2 separate regions of the Triticum aestivum genome follow, and region 2 is linked to region 1. A link is a contact called in public Hi-C data. All regions are on one chromosome and are shown on one strand. Each heading gives the region's core, a stretch centred on a gene start, on an enhancer-like site or on the middle of the called end of the contact. The rest is flanking DNA. Distances are from core to core; before and after follow the strand shown.

Region 1 (7,316 bases), core at 1,828-4,327:
TATTTCTTTTTGTTAATGTGAAGAAAAAGAAAGAAGAAACAGAAAAACAAAGAAAGGAAAATAGAGTAAATAAAAATACTGGATTGGAGACCTGCTAGAAGGTCCATGACTGGCTATGAACCTTCTAGAAGCTTCCTAAAATCAGCGGCCGGTTCACGACTCCTAAGTATGCTAGCGCAACTAAATGGGCGAGCCCAGTAATAACGTTGTAGTGAGAGATGGCATGAGCGATGTTAGAGATAGGGATTGCAGCGGGCGATACATAAGAATATTTGTTAGTTGCTCCACGTATAGTATTTTTAGAGATGAGATAGAGTTCAATTTCAAACGACAAACGCAGAGCCACGAGTTTGATTCGCTAACAATGGATCATGACATGGCCCAACAATAACTCCAACCCGTGCCCATGTTGGACCACCAAAGCATCACCGCCCTGACATGTGCGCCCCATGCGTGGCCGCTGCCGTTGTCATCCTAGTCCAACACAATACCATCCATAAACATCGTCGCCCGTTTTCCTTTCAGCGCAGTTCCACATATGGTTTCCGTCTGCGCCTATCATTCTTGCGTCCTGCTCCTTCTCGATGTCGTTGGTCGTGGGTAAAGAGCTTTCTAACGAAAGTGTTACCTAGCTGCGAAGCATCTACCACATAGTTGCTTTGCAGTTTTTGTGTTGTATGCCCACTTCATTTGTATAGCTTTGTATTTTCAACCCACTTTTCATATAGGAGATTAAGTCAAATCAGGATGGTCCCCACACATGTGCTCTATCTCTACCCCCCCCCCCCCCCCCTCCACATCTATGAATGGAAGAAATAAAAGAAATCCACTCTCTTTCCTCTCCCACACAACAAATCCATCTTTTCATTCAACCTATGCTAATTTAAACCCACCATATCTTTTAACCCATAATTTCATTTTTAGTGTTTTTATATATTTGAACTCATAGAGCCAAGACCTTTAGAACAAGATCAATCTTGAATACATTAAAAAATGATTGAATTTAAAATTTTGAAATAAGTGAAACCGGTTTTTCTGAAATATATTTTTTGTATTACGTCAAATAAATGAAATAATTTGAATAATCAATTTTCTAAAAACATACTTCAGTGTGGAATACGTGTAATTTGTTATTACAAAAATGCGTAGTAAGGTATTTTAAAATTTTGAAGCTGATTATTTCAACAAACAAATTAAAATAAGCGACTCTATTTTTGAAATGAGTGAAATTGTTATTTTAACTTGTAGTTTTATAAAATATGTTAAACTAGTTTTTTGAAATAAGTGAAATAAGGTCTTTTAATTGCGTGAAACCATTTTTTTTAAATGAGTGGAATCTATTTTTCATACAAACAACACATATTTTTGCTGTGAAATTTGTGAAACTTGTTAAATTTTGAAGCTAGTTATTTTAAAACATGTGAAACTGATTATTTCAAACCTCTTTTTAATGAGCAAAATCTATTTTATGAAACGTGTGAAACTTTTTTTGAATTAAGTGAAATCTGTTTTTTGAAATTATTGAATCAGTTTTTTGCATTGAATGAAATCAATTTCCAAGTGAGTGAATTTTGAAATGAGTGAAATCAATTTCGAAAGGAATGAAAAATGTTTTTTGCACGATTTAAATCAATTCTGAAATGAGTACGAAAACTATAAAGTTGAAATATTCAAAATATATCCAAGACCAGTCTTGTTTTAAAAGGTATCATCGCCCTGAATTCAAATACATGTAGAAATTGAAAAGGGAATTTTGGTTCGAAATATATCATTTTTCAAAAGATTTGCTATGTTTTATAGGTACTTTTCTATGGAGAGAAACTTAATATACTTGGACTGTCAGGCTACCTTATGCACATACATAAAGCTGCATTGCATGCAGAGGGCTCCATACATCAGGCTGTATTCCCATGCTCATTATACTGTGAAAATGATTAGTTTTTTATAGTCAAAAGGCTGCACCAATCTCAACGTTTCACATATGTGGTGGATTCCCAACCACTACATCGCGATTCCGTTAGATTTATTAAATCCCAAATATTTTTGGAAAAGGCAAACAATTTTTTAACCAAGTTTTTTTGAATTTGTGAACAAAATTAGGAAACATGAACAATTTTTTAAAATGTGGGAATTTTCTGAGATGTGGACATTTTTTGAATGTGTCAAAAACTTTTGAAAAGATGGTCATTGATTTAAATTTCATACAAAATTTTAAAAAGGCAGACATTTAATGAAATTCTCTGAACATTTTAAAAAACATTCGAACATTTTTTAAGTATGCTATTTTTAAGAAAAGGAAACTTCTTTTGATATTCTTAAAAGTAAAATAAAAATGAGAATAATTTTTGAAATTCCCAGTAACTTTTTTTGAAAATCCGAATTTTTTTCAAAAGGATAATTTTTTAAAAATGTAGGCATTTTATAAAATTCATAGAAATAGAAAAATGAAACAGAAAAAACAAACAAATAAATAAAGTACAAAACTTTAAATAAAAAAATAGAGGTTTATGGACCTCCTTGAAGGTCAAAACCTACCAAGAAACTTCCTAAAATCAGCAGCTGGTTCATGGCGCAGAATGCTAGTGCAACTATATGGGTCTGCCCAGTATAGCGCTGTAGCGGGAGGTCGCGTGAGCGATCTTACCGATAGGGATTCCCTTGCAGCGGGCGATACATAGCAATCGCGATTAGTTGCCCCGCGTATTCTTTTTCGAGAGAGGATAGAGTTCAATTTCAAACGACAAAAGAGAGCCACGAGCTCGATCCGCTAGCAATGGATCATGGCATGGCCCACCAATAATAACTACGGCCCGCGCCCATGCCGGACCACCACATCCACCACGCCACCACCACCTGGCCAGTGGGCCCCGCGCGGCCGCCGCGTGGCCCTCGTCGTCATCCCAACCCAACGCAATACCGTCCACGAAAACCGTCGCCCGTTTCCCTTCACCGCATACGGTTTCCGCCCGCGCCCATCACTCTCGCGTCCTGCTCCTTCCCGATGCCGTTAGTTGCGTCACAGCCATCCAGGTACCTCCCGCTCCCCGCCGTCCGATCCCATCCAACGGCTCGATGCGCTCCCCAGATCCGCAAGCGCCGCGATATTTATCCCGCGGCGGCCTCCATCTCTTTGCTCCAACGAAAAAGCCTTTTCGTGTCTCACACCGCCGGTAACCAACGCCGTCGACGAGAGGTTTTCGTCCACCATCATCTCATCTTCTCCTCGCTGCCTTTGGGAATGCGGAGCAATGTGGAGGAGCACGCGCACTGACCTCGCCGGCAAGCATAGCCTGCGCGGCGGCCGCAATTGCCACCGCAAGCACGTCGAGGACGGGTAGATCGTGCGTCGACACTCGCCGGCCGGTTCAGTGCGGGGCTCGAGGTTCGGTCGCGCGGGGAGGAGGAGGGGGGCGGCAATGGAGGACGCGGCGGAGGGGAAGACCAACGTGCTGCAGGGGAGGTACGAGCTGGGGCGGGTGCTGGGGCACGGCAACTTCGGCCGGGTGCACGCCGCGCGGGACCTGCACACGGGGCGCGGGGTGGCGGTCAAGGTGGTGGCCAAGGACAAGGTGGAGCGCGCCGGGATGGTGGAGCAGATCAAGCGGGAGATCGCGGTGATGAAGATGGTGTCCCACCCCAACATCGTGGAGCTGCACGAGGTGCTGGCCACGCGCACCAAGATCTACCTGGCCCTCGAGCTCGTCCGCGGCGGCGAGCTCTTCGCCCGGATCTCCCGCGCCGGCCGCCTCCGCGAGGACGTCGCGCGGCGGTACTTCCGCCAGCTCATCTCCGCGGTCGACTTCTGCCACGGCCGGGGCGTGTACCACCGCGACCTCAAGCCCGAGAACCTGCTCCTCGACGAGGCCGGCAACCTCAAGGTCGCCGATTTCGGGCTCAGCGCGCTCGCTGGCCACGCACGCCCCGACGGGCTGCTCCACACCGCGTGCGGCACGCCGGCGTACGTGGCCCCCGAGGTGCTCGGCGGGAATGGCTACGACGGCGCCAAGGCCGACATCTGGTCCTGCGGTGTCATCCTCTACGTGCTCCTCGTCGGCGCCCTGCCGTTCCAGGACGAGAACCTCATGTCCATGTACCGCAAGATGCAGCGCGGCGGCTTCCTCTGCCCGTCGTGGGTCTCCAAGGACGCCCGGAAGTTGATCGGCAGGCTGCTCGACCCCAACCCGAGCAGCCGCATCACGGTCGCCAGCCTTGTCGAGTCGCCGTGGTTCAAGAAGACGTCGCCCATTCCGAGCCCTCTCTTGGAGCCCGTGCCATCAGCGGCCGCGCGCGGCAACGGCGAGGACAAGGACGAGCCCCCCGAGGCGCTGAACGCCTTTCACCTGATCTCCCTCTCCGCGGGCTTCGACCTGTCGCCGCTGTTCGACCAGGAACCTTCGACGGGGCGCGGGACGAGGGGCGGCGTCATGCGGTTCGCGACGCGGGAGCCGGCGAGCGGCGTGATCTCGCGGCTGGAGGGCCTGGCGACCGGCGGGGCCATGCGCGTGACGAAGAGCGGCGCGCGCGGGGTGCGGCTGGAGGGCGCCGAGCGCGGGCGCAAGGGACGGCTCGGGGTGGCGGCGGAGTTCTTCAGCGTGGCGCCGTCAGTGCTGGTGGTCGACGTCAAGAAGGACGGCGGCGACACGATGGAGTACCGGTCGTTCTGCAGCGACGAGCTCCGGCCGGCGCTCAAGGACATCGTGTGGGCTGCTGCTGCTGCTGCCGCCGCCGCGTCCCCCGGTGACCCCCCTGCCACCACTTGATGTCGCTGTCGTCCACACCACCATTATTGCCCCTGTCTGTCACTGTTGCTATCCGGCCGTAATTAGGTGTGCATTATTGTTCGGTGCCGAAGTTGATGGCTGCTGCTGGTATGGTTGTGCTTGTAGTTGTTGGCTGGTTTTTGCGCGCGGCAGCAAGACAGAATCGGCGCCAAGTGATGTGATGTCTGCGTCTGCCAATATTGTTATGAATTCTTTGAATAACAGTACTATGTTGTTTCGTAAATTCATGTGTGGATGCTTTCGCCTGACATTGCAACTTCCGGCTGGTAACTGCGAGACTATCCGAAAGCTTCGGCCTCATTCGGTTCGGGAGGATTTTCAAAGGATAAACATGAAAATGAGATTTTAGAGGAAATTTTCTATAGATGCATTTGGTTTGTAGGAAGCGAGTGTAGAACTTTCTCAAAAATACTACTCATTTTCTATGTTTTTAAAGGACACTCAAACCTCATTTTTTGCGTAGGAACGAGGTAATGCAATTCATAAGGACGGCAAGTGCCATCCTATAACATTCCTATACTACCTCTAACTAGAAGAACGCCTGTGCGTTGCAACAAGGCCACATTAATTTTAATAGTTCAATATTACGACATTGACGACTTTTTTACCATCAAATCCTCACACACATATTCTCCTTCCCTCTTCCTCACTCTCTCTCCCCCTCTCCCTCTCTCTAACACACACATATCCATCTTATTGGGTACGGGACCATAATCCATCTATTTCACACACACGCTAGTGCATAACAATATGGATTATGTGTATTATATTTGTCACCAGAACTGAGGGAATTAATTTCATGTAAATCGGCCAGCCACAACTTCAAGAATACGCGGAGGAGGTGGCCCGGGTTAGCGTCGGCGTGGGCCACGGGCCCGCTTCGAAGTGCACGTGCAATGCACGTCTTCACAAATATTATAACCAGATGTGAGAAATCACATACTAACACGGTGTTGCAATCAATTTGTAATTAAAGAAGCCAAAAGTCTTTTTTTTAAATCAGAATTCCTTATGCTGGAGTTTAAACAAACCCCACAATAACATGATCAATTTTGTTTTGCTCTACTTATCACCTAATTAAGCAAATGCATGACTTATGAAGCGGATAAGAAATCATGTTAACTTGGAACTAAAATCCCAACAAAAGAGTGAGGAACAAACCTTGTTATCATTGCTCTGAAGTTTGAACCTCCCCCTATTTGTTAGTGAAATGTGAGTATGCTTTGAAGATAATAATTTCTTATGCAACATATACTTTTACATCTGAAAGAGCTACAAAATATGTTGACCTACCTATGTGCACTTCCTAAATCAAGCGGATAAAATTATTTCTATCGGCAATATAAAATACTAAGCATTAGTTCGAATTGAATAATACAGCAGAATTGTCATTTCTGACTTTTCATCCATCACTGAATACGAAAGAAAGGGACAATGTCCACTAACCATGCAAATATTCTGACCATGGGATATTTAGGCTGGCGTATATGGGAAATCAAAGCTAAAAATGACTCGATGAGTTAGGGATACGTCAATAAATATTGTAAAAAATGATAAAAACAAATCTGCAGCTTCGCGACCCCACAAACTCATATTCGCAATGAGCAAGTTAGTGAGGCCGCCACGGTAGGCTAGCACCAAGGGACAAGGGCAACAACCGCCTTCCCATCCAACCTACTGATTCTGCTCGCGCTACTTTCATCCTAAGCCCATGAGTACCGCTAGTGTGTTGCCACGTACGGAGAAACTACGAACTGAAATTTTCATCCAAATCATGAAAAATGTTAATGTTCCTCTCCTCTCCCATCCCTCGTGTGAACATACCCAATTCGCGGTTGGCTCGCTACATTCGGCGTAGCTCTGATGTGCACTGCCCCCGCTCTTGATTAGTTGCCGCAGTGCCACGCATCTAAGCCAACAAGCTGGGGAAACAAATGCAAATGTTACACCGAGTCAAAATCAACCATCCCACAATCGTAACAATAGAAAAGATAATAACCAAAATTTAACAGAAGAACTACTGCTTGGCTCCCAGATCCATCTCGATAGCCCTTGATCTGGCTGCTGAGCTTCTCCTAGCCGCCTCAACATCACGTCATTACCAAACATGTAGTGGATGCCTAGTGGGACAAGGATTAAGAAATAACATGAGGTGAAAAATATGATGGCTGTCAATTCCATAAAAGGATCCAAGTAATTTGACAAAATAGATCGGGAGCATCTTGTATAATCTCAAAAAAGCAACTAAAAATATGAGAAATGAATTGATCAAAATCAGCCCCTGCTCTCATTCATGCTCACTTTTGTAATGGGAGGCAATGAATGGGGATACCGGGAGAAGAAAGAATCACATGGACGGCAAGCCTCCACCACCGGCAAGTGGGGTTGCTTCACATCCAATCTCCACAGCCGCCGCCTCCATGGAGACGAACTCCCAAGTTCACAACCGGGCTCCCAATCGGTCGCTGCCTCGCCGACCTTGATGACGAAGTAGTCCCTCCCTTCGATCCCATTCGCAACAGAGCAACACCCATC
Region 2 (7,316 bases), core at 1,329-3,828, 640 kb before region 1:
ACAAGTGGCGCACAATGATCTTCAGAACCAGTACTCCTTAACTAGTGATTTCGCTCAGAAACGTTAGCTCATGTAATAGCCTCCGAATCTTGATACGCATAATCGGATGGTTACAAACTTAGATATGAGATAACTATTTCACATCTAGATGTAAACTATTTAACAAATCTGTTTTTTATTAGTATTTTTTTAAAAATACTGTGTACTAAAATATAATTTTTGCGGGTGTATACTAAAATAAAGTTTTGCTCAAAAAGAAACTAAAATAATGTTAAAAGGGAAATTACTGTACGTACCAATTTTCTTAGTGTGTTTACATTTTCCCCCAAACACACCCAGTTCCTGTTCATCCGCAACCATTGTTCTCACAAAATTACCTCATATGATCGATTAGGGGGGTGTTTGTTTAGAAGGACTTATCGGTATAAGCATTTAAAAAAGTTTTTTTAGTTTCATCTAAACCAAATAAGAGGGACTAAGTGAGCATTTGAAACTTATGAAAGAAGACCCTAAGGGAGAGTCTTTTTGTACTTTTAGTTGTAACATGGTCTTTTAGTCCATGTTTAGTCCCAGGAATCAAACAGGTTTTAGTCCCAAGAACTAAACAGGTAGAGAGTTTTTAGGGACTAGCGACTTTTTAGTTGGAAAAAAAAAATTCTAAAACTTATGAACTAAACATGGCCTATAAGGAGCACAATTACAATCATGAATATTGTTTATTTGAGGGATATTCAAGGCTGCCACATGTCAGTCATAAAGAGTATTAAATTTCAAACTGTGGCACGATTCAAGTTATTTTCTCCATACTTTCTTTTCCCCGATACATTATTTTCCTGTGGTACGATTCAGATCATCAAATAGCAAGAAAAACTGCAAATTATGCAGTACAATTCGGGGAGAACCAGGCCCTAAGGGGCTGTTCGGCAGTCCTCCAGCTCCCTGAAATCTGAGAATTTGTGGAGCTGCCTTTTCCCCACTCCATCATTTTTAGCTACAGCTCCACCAACTCCTGGAGCGGATTTGGAGAGCGGGAGAGTCTCCAAACAGGCCCTAAATCTAAGCAGAGAAGTGCTAGAATTCCTTTTCTGAAGCTGTACTAGAACACCGCACGGGTGTTTGTTTCTGAAGTATGCACTGTCTCGAATCTCGATAGCTTCTACTTAATGCTAATAATCCGGCAGCTTCCGCAGGATCGCGGCGGCGAGCGCGTCGGTGAACTTTCGGTCGCCGGTGAGCTCGCGGGCCATCTGCTCCACCAGAGCCGCCCGGAACTCCGGCGACGCGACCTCCCGGCACACCTTCTTCAGGTCCGGTTGCGCCTCCCCTGCCTCGACGACCTGCACGCCTCCCCCGTTCTTGGTGAGGTCCAGCGTGATGGTCGGGCCGGAGGAGTTGATGGAGATGGAGCACGGCACCGAGCCGCCGCCCTGCGTTGCGCAGCTCGGCAGCTCGCCGGCCCGCGTGGGGCGCGGGTGGTTGTGCTCGCCCTCGTACGTCGCCTCCACCACCGAGCTGTCCTCCGCGCTTCTCTGAACCTGCACCACCATGGATCGCACCAAGAAATTAGTGACAGAGTAAAAGCTTTTCAGACCGAAATTAGTGCTGCACAATGCTCGTCGAACTGGGCGGAGTTTGTACGATACCTTCTTCTTGACAGGGCAGGACGGCGCGAAGGCGCATCGGAAGTAGGCTCTGGGGGACGGGTTGTCCCGTGTCACCTTCTGCCCGTACTTCCGCCATTGATACCCATCTTTAACCACCTACAGATGCCATACGTTTCAGTATCAGTACAGTTGCAATTAGTTGACGATTGTTTAGAACAGTGGAGGGTTCTAGCTAGCTTTGGTCGATATGGACTTACGAGGCTCGTGTCCGATGGGTCAATCCGGGTGCAGACCCTCTTGACCTTGATTCTCCGGCAAGTGCCGTTGCTCAGCGGGCTCTCGACGTCGATATGCTCGGCCTCGGCCGTGCCCATTTTCTTGTCGCTGTTGACATCGCCAGAATCCGACGTGTCCATGCTCTCCCTGCTCCTTTTCTTGCCCACCGGCGATGTCGGCGACGCAGCAGTACTTGCGGGCTGCTCGCCCTCGCCTTCGGGACTCTGTCGCGCGAAATTCTGGCTATTAGCGTACAGGTAGCCGATCATCTCGGTCAGCCTCCGGTTCTCCTCGGTCACCTCCGTGAACTTCGCCTCCATAATCTTATTTGCCTGGAAATCCCCCACATTTCCAGGATCAAATCCAGCACCTCGAGCGAAAATCAAGAAATAGACGGGGTGACAAACAACAGAGTGTGATTGAGCGGTTGCATACCTCGCTGCTGGTCATGGAAGTTGCTCTGCCACAGGCCGAGCTTGCAATGTCGGCTTGGGCTCTCATTCCGGTGCACCTCGCTGAAGATGGCTCGCAGACCATGGGAAGCCCGACCATGAGGTCGAGGCAGACCGGTGAGCGCCGCGCCGTGTCCATTGATCAGCAATCACACGGGCGCGACCCTGGAAACTTGGTGCTGCGAGTGCTATGCCTGAAGAATCAAGCAGGAGAAGAGCACAGTTGAATGCTTTCTGGGTTCGCCATGGACGTGGGTAAATATAGCGGGGGTTCGGGAGACAGGTCTTGTGGATCGAGCGATACGCCGCGGTCGGGTGGGAAAACGGGGGCGCAAGTGGCGCGGAACAGAGCGTGGTCAGGCAGAGTCGTGCCCACGTGTGAATTTGACGTACGCTTGTTTCGTCAGCATGCCCAGCGTCACCCGCCCGCGTAACACCAAGCTGCAAGGTGTAGTCGCTGTCTCTGCGTCGTCTGTCTCACGAATCAGAAAGAGCAGATGAAATCGACCACACCAACGCGAAACACACGGCGGTCCACGGAAGAATCTCGCGCAGTGCAGGGGCGTGGAAATGATGCACATAATGCGATCATACTCGGCGCCTCGTCGTTTGGATTGTTCATTCAGTCTGTTGATCAAATGCTTGTTCCCTTCAGATTCTAACGATTTCTTTTAGACTGTTTTCTTTACATATTTCGCCTGGGAGGAGTTCGCCAGAGCATGGCTCCGAAAATATTAGCGATTTGTTGAGACTGCTTTTGTGCTGCGAGATGTGAAGAAACTTGTACGAAACTCAACTGTACACACCCGACCTGTACAGCACTCCGCTTTGGCGGTTTGGCCCGATGGCGACCGTTTGCGCGATCTAGTTACTGTGCTTTACCTTGTCTTGTACGGCGTGACCTGATGCACGACTGCAGCCAAGAGAGCTATCGCCGTTTTGGCCCGGCGATGACCGCATGTGCCGCGCGTCACGGGAGTATGTCATTTGCTTATGTAGGAGTTGGAGATCTTCTCAAACAAAACAAAAAAAGTGAGAGCTGGAGAGACACGCATCATGACTTGTCAAGTCTCGACGGAAGTCTTTCTGGATTCTGAATATTACTATGGACCTGGAGCTAATTGAAGTCGTCGGGTTTTATTTTTCAGCCAGGGGAGAACCCGTCAGATTACTTTCGGATGAAGCGAAACTCTACCGCCAAGAGAGCTGCATGTTTTTTTTTTTGCGGAAAAAGAGAGCTGCATGTTCTCGAGAATGAAACACGATGAATGATTTTTCTTCCCTGGAGGGTGAATGATTTTTTTTAAAGCAACATACCATATGTTCCGTGTATTGATTTGTCGTAAACTCGTGTTTAAGGAAAACCTTTGGTTCTCTAGAAGGAAACACGGTGAATGATTTTTCTTCCCTGAAGAATGAATGATACTTTAAAGCAGCATACTATATGTTCCGTGTATTGACTTGTCGTAAACTCGTGTTTACTACAATGAAAACCTCTGGTTCTCTAGAAGGAAACACGATGAATGGTTTTTCTTCCCTGTAGAATGAATCCCTGTAGAATGAATGATACTTTAAAGCAGCATACTATGTGTTTCGTGTATTGACTTGTCGTAAACTCGTGTTTACTGCAAGGTAAACCTTGGTTTTGACACGAAGGCATCGACCGTGCACATCACTTACCGTAGAGACCCATGCACCGTTCTCTCCCATCCTCTCATTTCTTATTCTCACCTAATTTGTCCTCTTTTTCGTCGGAGAATTGATCGATCCCCTCATGTCTTTCAACGAGCCCTGGCGAGGCTGCCGCTGCCGAAGCTTACTATCGCAATGTCAGGGCACTCACGCTGCAAGGCGATTGCGAGTGCCGCAAGCGTCGCCTCCCCCTTAACCAGCAATAGTGGTGTTGATGCAAGCTGTTGCGTGCCACTCAGGCCAGCCATACTGCTACAAGCGTGAGAGGGCAAGCATCTTCGCCGGTGTTGCGATCCGCCGCACGGCTCTGTTGCGAGGCACTACACCACACTGTTGCGAGCCGTCACAGGTACTACAAGTCGCCCAAGCATTGTTGTTGTGACTCGTCGTTGATGTTTTAAAGCTCGTTATCGATGTTGTGAGGGATGGATGGCTACAGCAAGACGACAATGAGAGCCGCAATACGACGGATGAGGGTTGCTGCAAGGCGGAGATGCAACAAAAGTCATGTTGTTTTGCGTGAGACATGCGTTTCGTGCGGGAGGGGGGGGGGTAGGGGGTTGCTCACATAATGATGCAATTAGGGGAGGACGAGACCGAACGGTCGGACGGCTCAGAGGGTGATCGCTCGATGGCATCTATCAACCAATCGACGCCTAACGTCGGCCATAGTACTATTAGTAGAGCAAATATTCTCCAAGAAACTAATGGAGAATCCAGTTAAAGTGGGGCATAGCTGAAAATTTAAGATCTAGTATTACACATAAAAACAATGCAACAGAATTGCCGGAACAAACCTATGCAATTTGTATATAAATTCTGCCGAACCAGGGTGTCACAATTGGCAATTGGAAACTCGGTATAGTATCAGATGGTTGTTAATATTCACAATTATCAACTATCTAACCGGACTAAATATACCTCGAGCATTCTCTCCTTTAATTTGAAATTTTGAAAAAAAATATTTTGTTGAACACCTATCAGTGAAACACCTAAAATAAATTTATGTAAGCCGATGTTCTCCAAGGCGTCACCATAGATCCAATTTTCGCCCCTCTGCTCCACAACGTCTGCTTTGGTGCTGCAAAGTGGAGAGGTGAGAATTCACGTATTTGCACCATCATTAAGAAGTTTCTTCTGTCAGATTTAGTGTCGTGGTGATGTCCCTGTGATGGTGCTGGTGATGTTGTCTCGAATAAATTTCCTCCGACTGCAATCCCATCTAGGTGATGCTTTGCCTCATTGTTTCTAAGGAGCTGGTCCTTTTTCCTCGCTGATCTTCATGAACGACGAGTTGGTTCTTCTTGTTTGCTATTGATGAGGGTCCTTGTGCGTCGTCTACGGTATCACCATCTTCTTCACCAATTCATTCTTTCGAGCCTTTACGAGCATGGTCATTGACATGGTCTGGCGACGTTGGCCTGGCTGACTACCTAGGTCGATGCAGTGCCTCGTTTGTATTGTGTCAATTCAATGATGTTTCATCCTCAGATACTTCATTAGCTGAATTTCTCAATGTTATTCATGGCGACGAGAGCTATGGTGACACAACAATGATGAGTTCGTCTATGACTTCAACAAGGACCTTAATGCATGGGGGATTGGTTGTAACTTTCACTTTGGCTAGGTTCATTTATGCATATGTAGATTTTACTTACCCAACTATCTGATCAAACCCTATGTCGCATGTACTACACTTCAATACAATGTCGCCACCAAGCTAATAGAGTAAGATCAACTCTAGAAGAGTCATCATATTGGCTCGACTGCAATAATAACCACTGGTATTGTCGTGGATTTGTCACGACAGATGTCCTTAGTGTGAGGACTTAGTCGCGAGGCCAACGCATCTACGCGGTAGCTTGAGAGAGGTTGGGCGGAATCGAGAGACGCAACACAAGACACGGATTTAGACAGCTTCGGGCCCCGGGAAACATCATCCGGTAATAACCCTACATGCTGTTTGTGGCTAGGTCTCATTATGATCATGAGGGAGTCACCGGCTAGCCGGCTCTTTGTGTCTAGCCCTAGAGATTGTTTCTTCTTGCTTGTCCCTCTTTGGGGAGCCCTGCCCCTCCTTATATAAGTTGAAGGGGCAGGTTACATGACTAGTCCTAGTAGGATTAGGATTACTCTATTACAAGTGGAGTCCTAGTCTTGCTTCCTTTGTAGGGGAATATTCCTTATGCCTTTTCTCTTAAGACGGCCCACCATAGCATGAGCCGGCCTTCAGGGCCTTGGGCCTTGTCTTCTGTCTGACCCACCGTCAAGGCCATCCGTGAGTCGCCAGGCTCGTGAGTCCTCAGTCCTCCGGCGAGTTACCAATGAAAATGTCAAGCCCGACCGGGTCATACCGCGGGGTATATCCCCGACATTAGCCCCCAGTTTAATTTGGATTTATCCATGTTAAACTGATCCTGTAAATAAACATAAGAACAAACTTGATAGGTTGTGCTCCGGGTTAAATATTTTCCTGAACCGACACCTGATCATCCTTAAATCCTTGTCATTTCCTCCTGGATGCATACTCAAGATCTTATAGCAAATCTCCTTTAACAGATATGTCCAAACCTTGCCAATGCAAAAAATCCAGGCACTTCTTCTAAAAAATCCGGGTCAATAGGCCAGCTTCATAACCAATTTGTTGACATTGGCTCTTGTAGAGAAATATTATAAGAAATAATACATTTGAGTCAACCTTCAATGCTTTGACTTGACAAAAATATTGGTCTTGAAATATTCAACTGATATTCAACCAGCTTAAAGACGTAGATCTTGCCGATTTATGATTGCCAAAATTGCCGGGTTATAAATAAATGATACCGGGTCATGATTGTTGTAGACACCGGGTTAATTTGGTCTGCTCCAAACTGAGAATTTGAAGATTTTTTCTCCCTTATATGCATATCACCTGTAGCCCCCAAGTGCCGGGTTGTCATGCTTACAGCAACCTGGGACTTGTAATTGCCTTATGCTCATGAAAACTTCAACCAGTGTAGCTCCCAAGGGCCGGGCCATTATGCAATAATGAGCAGGGACTTTGTAGATATAACCATGTAAACTTGAACAACAACGTGTAGCCCCCAAGGGCCAGCTCAGTAAGATAATACCGAGCTGGGACTTCGTATATAATTCATTGAAAAGAACATCATATGATGTAACCCCATCATGGGGCTTGAACCCACGTCCACAAGGTTAAGAGCTTTGTGTTTTACCAACTGAGCAATGGACCCTTCAATATAATGGATTAAGACTTGTGTACCTTGAATTGTTGACACGAGTAATTGGTAGC

Evidence for each region. Hi-C and Micro-C count contacts between places; a contact is called where the count stands out from the background.
Region 2: a Hi-C map of leaf shows a contact between it and region 1, with 5 times the contacts expected there. The contact joins the promoter of LOC123116229 here to the promoter of LOC123112101 in region 1. A contact is called at or near these places in 3 of 5 Hi-C or Micro-C datasets (all in leaf).

The regions. Positions count from the first base shown.
Region 1 is chr5B:401,616,628-401,623,943 of IWGSC CS RefSeq v2.1, reverse strand. It overlaps LOC123112101 (putative CBL-interacting protein kinase 27), which reads left to right and starts at 3,077. Exons shown (of 1, transcript XM_044533021.1): 1 at 3,077-5,004. The coding sequence starts at 3,417. The coding sequence ends at 4,760.
Region 2 is chr5B:402,258,571-402,265,886 of IWGSC CS RefSeq v2.1, reverse strand. It overlaps LOC123116229 (WRKY transcription factor WRKY76), which reads right to left and starts at 2,578. Exons shown (of 4, transcript XM_044537217.1): 1 at 2,316-2,578; 2 at 1,862-2,212; 3 at 1,644-1,760; 4 at 768-1,535. The coding sequence starts at 2,471. The coding sequence ends at 1,167.